2 separate regions of the Sus scrofa genome follow, and region 2 is linked to region 1. Evidence: chromatin contacts called from public Hi-C data. All regions are on one chromosome and are shown on one strand. The core of a region is the stretch at or near the end of the contact, and the rest is flanking DNA. Distances in the headings are between cores, read along the strand shown.

Evidence for each region. A called contact is a pair of places that touch in the nucleus more often than the background predicts.
Region 2: a contact with region 1 is called in a Hi-C map of alveolar macrophages, with 2.2 times the contacts expected there. The contact joins the enhancer-like site here to the promoter of DCAF15 in region 1. A contact is called at or near these places in 1 of 5 promoter capture datasets (liver), 3 of 47 Hi-C or Micro-C datasets (alveolar macrophages, blood and fetal heart ventricle) and 1 of 2 datasets of contacts at active chromatin or transcription factors (skeletal muscle).

What each region holds. Positions count from the first base shown.
Region 1 is chr2:65,211,987-65,214,911 of Sscrofa11.1, reverse strand. It overlaps DCAF15 (DDB1- and CUL4-associated factor 15), which reads left to right and starts at 1,398. Exons shown (of 11, transcript XM_021083706.1): 1 at 1,398-1,563. The coding sequence starts at 1,432.
Region 2 is chr2:65,274,450-65,277,359 of Sscrofa11.1, reverse strand. No RefSeq gene overlaps it. Among named protein-coding and RNA genes, the nearest start is that of MIR181D, 3.9 kb to the left of the region's middle. Within about 2 kb of position 1,614, at least 23 of the 83 cell types and tissues checked have an H3K27ac peak or open chromatin away from gene starts, as enhancers often do. A contact at or near this core is called in alveolar macrophages, where this site is marked.

The DNA of each region.
Region 1 (2,925 bases), core at 149-2,648:
GCTGCACTAGAGGTCACAGATGAGGCTCAGATCTTGAGTTGCTGTGGCTGTGGCGTAGGCCAGCAGCCGTAGCTTGAATTCAACCCTAGCCCAGGAACTTCTACGTGCCACAGGTATGGCCATAAAAAGAAAAAAAAATTCTACCCGGGATTAGATAATGTAAACTTATTTCCTTGTTTATTATCTGTCTTGTTCACTGCTGTATCCCCAGCACTTAGATTATAATAGGTGCTCAGTAAAAATTTGCTGGATAGGAGTTCCCGTCGTGGTGCCACAGAAATGAATCCGACTAGAAACCATGAGGTTGCGGGTTTGATCCCTGGTCTCGCTCAGTGGGTTAAGGATCTGGTGTTGCCGTGAGCTGTGATGTAGGTCGCAGATGCGGCTCAGATCTGGTGTTGCTGTGGCTGTGGCATAGGCTGACAGCTACAGCTCCAATTAGACCCCCTAGCCTGGGAACCTCCATATGCCGCGGGTGTGGCCCTCAAAAGACAAAAGACCAAAAAAAATTGTTGAATAAATGAATGCCTGTGGCTGGACGAATATGGGAGCCATATAGTCTTCTCTGGTTATAGTCACAACAGCTGGCATCTGAGGTATATATGTGCTAGGTATTCAGGAGTGCTTCACCAGAGGCTTCAGTTTTATCATGTGTGAAATGAAGAAAATAAAAACACCTATCTCCAATACTCTTTTCGATGTTAAATAAGCCACACAGGAAGATGATACTCATATCAGACACTAAACGATTTTTATTACTACCATCTATAAAATGGGCATAACAGCGACCTACTATATAGAATTGTAAGCTCAGAAGTTTCTGGCAAGTGTAAAACGCTATTAAGTGATTGATGCTGTCATTATTATTATCGTCATCATCCTGCCATGCCGCCCCGCAGCTGAAAGATGTTTTAACTGATTTTTCATTTTAACTGATTTTTCATTTTTCAGATCCCTTTCCTCGATTGTCCCGGTGGCCTCGGGATGCTAGCCAGCCTTCGCCCATTCGGACTGGGTGCAGATATTCCTAGGCTGGGGATTTGGGCCCTCCTGGACCACAGGCTCCCAACGCCCCGCCCACGGGCCTGGACCGCCTGGGTCTCCATGGAAACCCACCAGCCACAAGGGGGCGTGACGCCGTGGAGACCGAAAGAGGCCTCTGCCTATTGGGTCAAAGTCATTTCGGAGAGGAACGCAAATGGGGCCTCTGACGGGTGAGTCCCTGCGGGAAGGCGGGAATACGCGCAGACTGTACCATCTCTACTAATCAAGGGCCGAGCTGGCTGTGATGGACAAGCGTAGCGGGAAAAGGCCCTCAGTGCGGGCTTTCACCCAACCCGCTGGCCGCAGAGCCGAGAAAGGGCCAATGAGGAGGCGGCGGGGGTGGGGCGAAGAGGCCGGTTGCTCCGGAAGTGGAGGGAGGGGGTGAAAATGGCGCCCAGCTCGAAATCGGAGCGGAACAGCGGGACTGGGAGCGGTGGCGGCGGCCCCGGGGGCGCCGGGGGGAAGCGGGCAGCGGGGCGGCGGCGGGAGCACGTCCTCAAGCAGCTGGAGCGGGTCAAGGTGAGGTCCGCAGTCTGGGAGGAGCGCTTCGGGGATTTGGGAGGAGGGACGAGAGAGGCGGAGGGAGGGAGGGCGTTAGCGGGGTGAGGGGTTGGGGGCGGAGCCCCGGGGAGGGGGCTCGGATGAAGGAGGTTGGGCGGGGCCGCGGGGAGAGGGTTTGGATGGGGGGGGCTAGGGCGGGAGGTTGATGGAGGGGCTGGGGGCGGGGTCCCTGAGAAGGGGCTTGGATGGAGGGGCCCTTAGAGGCTGCTGGAGGAATTAGGAGGAAGGGGGCCATACAGGGTCAGACTCATTTTTCAAAACCCTGCTACCATGGCCCCTCCGTTTCGGAGCCTTCCCGCCCCCCCCTTGGCAGAGATCCTGATACCGGCTTTGGGATTACTCCGCCTGGAGTTCCTTTCTCTGTCCAGCTCTGACCACACAGGAGCTGAGAGTTCTTGTAACTGCCTCTGTCTCCCCCATTGAATGGGAGGGAGCTCCCTGGAGAAGGCCTGTTCTTCAGCCACCTGAGCACAGACTGTAAACTCTCAGTGTGCTAGGATCAGTTTGGGAGCTCTGGGAGGGCAGACATGTGAATCTCTTGTCAGGTCAGCAGCAGGTGGGGCAGGACAGTGCCTTCATGGATAGGGAGTAGTATGCCTTGCCCTTTAGGCTGGGGACTCTGTGAGGCAAGGCTGAGTCTTCTTTTGACTGGAGCTCCGTGGGTAGGGACAGTCTCCACCCTCAGCCTGATTGCTCCCTGGGTTGGGCTGTGACTCCGCCCTTAGCTTGGAAGCTCCCTGGACAGGGATTGTGTCTCCCCAGCAGCCTGGGCCTTGCACACAGGGCTGCTTCACCAGACTGGGATCTCCTTGAGGGCTGGGCTGCATCTCCCCCATTAGACTGGGTAGCAGAACCGAAGGTGCTCGATGAAGGAATCAGTTGGAAGGCAGCAGTTATTGAGAAGGGGGAATGGGAAGGCCACTGGTCAGGCTTACCTTTCTGTCTGCCTCGACTGGCCCCCAAGGGGCCTGAGCCCCCAGTGTATAAGTGGGTGGGTTGGGAACAGGTGAATGTAGTTGGTCAAGCCCCATTCCAGCCTCCTTAGCAGACCTGGATGCCCACAGCTCATTGTGCAGTGAGGCAGCCATCAGTAAGGCAGCTAGGTGGCCTAGTGTGGGCCAGGGATAACTGGGCAACCTTCCTGGGAGAGGTGATGCCAGTGTTCATCCTCAGTTCCTGGGGGCTTGGGCAAGAGGAGTTCTGTGGCTGCGGAGCTGGGAAGGTGGCACAGGTCCCTGGTAAAGAGTCATGCTCAAGCCATTGGTACCTTCTAGAGCTTAGACCACCCTTAACCATTATGGTTGGCAGGGAGTGGGCCTG
Region 2 (2,910 bases), core at 365-2,864, 62 kb before region 1:
GCCAGGGATAGAACTCCCATCCTCATGAATACTGGTCCAGTTCGTTACTGTTGAGCCACAGTGGGAACTCCAATGCCATCCTTTTCCAAGTGCAGGGTGATCTGGCAAGGAGGCTGTGGAGACTGGCGGTGGTTCTGTGGACAAGTATAGAGGGGTTCCAATCTTGCTTGGTGCTTAGGAGCTGTGTGACTAGAGGAAATTCCTCAGCTCAGAGAAACTGAGCCTCAGTTGTAACCCATATAGTTTGTGAGGCTCGTCCTGTGCCAAGTGCCAGGCTGGGCTTGGCCCACAGTGAACAGGGTAGGTGGGAGATTGACAGTTAAAACACAGGCATGGGGGAGCCTAGAGGAAGCACCTGAGCCAGAGAAGGGGGTCCAGGAGGGCTTCCTGGAGAAAGTGACTTCTGGAAGCCTAATTCAGTTTGGTGGAGCGCTAAAGAGTGGCCTGGGCATTGGGGTTTGTGCAGGAACTTAGTGTAATTCAGTGTGTCTGGCATGGAGCATGTGTGCATGTATGGGGGGAGTGTCAGAGATTTCAGGGGTGGCAAAAGGGCCTATAGGTCCTTGCTGGTCACCTTAAAGAATTTAGACTTGGGCATTAGGAAGCCAAGGAAGGGACAAGACCAGGTCTGCGTGTTAAGAGTACGTTAGACTGTGGCTAATGGGTTGGACTGTGGCTAATGGCTGGACTGTGGGGACAGACTTGAAAGTGTTGAAGAGGCTGGTCCTCAAGTCACGAGTCCCAGCACCTGGGGAAACGTCAGGTTGGAGGGGAGTACCATGAGTTCGCTGTGTGTGGATCAGCTCAGGAGGGTGCTGGGGCTGAAGCTTAGAAAAGAGCTGTGGCTGGAACCTCCCTGAGTTTTAAAGGTCTCTCCCCACACTGCACAGCCCACTGCATGGAGTTTCCCCGCCCCCCAGCTTCCTCATCAGGTGCCAATCCCCGTTCTGTAGGTCTGGTTAGGCCTGAGCATCTGCATTCCTAACCAGCTCCCCTTGACGCTGCCATGCAGCAAGGCCACAGACCCAGGCAGGCTTTGAGTAGCTCCGGCTGCAATGGCAGTAGTTATTATTACAGATGCGAAAGGCCTCAGCTTCTGCAGGGTTTTAAAAGAGAAATCCATTTTGGCAACTTCAATTGCCTTTGGGGAAGTCAGCCAACAGCGGAGACGGGTCTAACGGGGGTGGGGGGTGGGGGGCGGTAGCCCCGCCCATTTGGGTGCCCCGAGTAGGTACTGCCTCTCTTATCAGACCGCGAGCTCCCCCGGAAGTGACTGGGCGGCAGGACCCCTCCCCATCCCCGCAGCTATGCAGTGAACACTTGTTAGAAGGGTGGAGACTGTCTCCAGGAGAAGACAGTATTTCCTGTGAGGTCTGATAAGGTCCAAGTGGGCGACGTGGGAAGCTGAAGGAACGTAGAAATGATGGTCCTTGAATCTTCCTTTTTTCTCTTAAGTCCGAGGGAACCTCAAAACTTGCCTCGCGGGGTGGGGAGGCCGGAAGAGCCCTCACCAAGATATTGGCACAGAGAGGCTGCCTGAGGCTGTCCTCTCCGGTGACATTCTGGGTTTAACAATCTGGGCTTCATTCCCAGAGTCCTATGGCCGCGAGGGGGCAGCACGGCGGGAGTGAGTTGGAGTTTCTGTGCCTCGTGACTGGCACTGGTTCCCACCTGGCCTGCCCTGGTCCGGGCTTGTCACAAGGGTGCTATTCCATATAAGACCTCCAGGTGGCGCCAGAGCCCAGGCAGCACTGCAGTTTGAGCCGGTACTTCTGGAGCTTTGAATCATCGCCTATTATTAAATGTTTTTCTCCTCCTCCCTCGACTTTTAAAATCCAGGTTCCAAAGGTGCCGGGAAGTCTTCTGGAACTTCTCCGTCTCCCTGCTGTCCCTCCACTTCTGCCTAAGAGGCTGGCGCGAGCAGGACGGAGATGCTGCCTTCACCTGGGGATGGGGACCCAGGCTCAGTGGAGGCTGGGTTTCAGGGACGACCTACCCTTCGCGGATCCGCCCCTGCCCCCAGCCTGGGAGCCCTGCAAGGGAGCCAGGCCTGGAAGCTCGGCCAAAAGAGAGCCGCTCCTTTCTCCCCATCTCCCACCCCAAGAAAGGAGGTGGTCCTCTGGCAACCCTGCCCTCCTTCCCCAGCGCTGGGCACCCAGTTAGCACTCAATAAATACCTATGTATGGATCTCAGCGTTATACAAGGCCCAGTCTTGGGACATGGTAGTGGGAACAAAGCAGAAGGGGCTGAGGCCCTTCCTCTCCTGGCTGCATCCCTCAGCCCCACATGTTACTCTGACCTCCACTTTCCCCAACTGCTATTTGAATTTCTGTTCACCCTGGGGTGCCCAAGTGATCTGCTTTATGTTGAGAAATGGGAGTGGGCAACCCAGGGCAGCTGTGGGGTTCTGAGGGGTCGTCTTAGCCTGGCACTTCCAAGCAGGGCACTTGCTGCTGGATTAGTGCCATGAGGCTGTTTCTGTGACATTTGGTGCTTGCAAAGTCTTCCAGCCACCACTTGCATATTGACAGGTCAGATGGGTGGAATCCTTCACACTGGAGGTGGGGGCATGGTTTGGGGGAAGGGGGGTGGAGAGGCAATTAGAGTGCCCTCCTCATCATCCTCACTTAGGAGGTCCTTGGTGAATGTTTGTCACCGTCGATGCCCCAGCAACAGAGGCCATAGAGTCACATGTCAGGTCCTTTAGAGGAAGGGAAGGACTTTTGGGGCTGGGGGGCTGCAAGGAATGTCCTGGAGGGTTGGGGCTCCGTGGGCTGACATGGAGGCTCCGTGGAGGTGACATGGCTGTGCTTGGGCAGGAAGGGGAGGGGGACGGAGATCCATCTCCACCCAGGGAGTGTGATCTGATTCTCCTGGGGGGGCTGTGCTTGGGGGGCTCCCCATCCTCT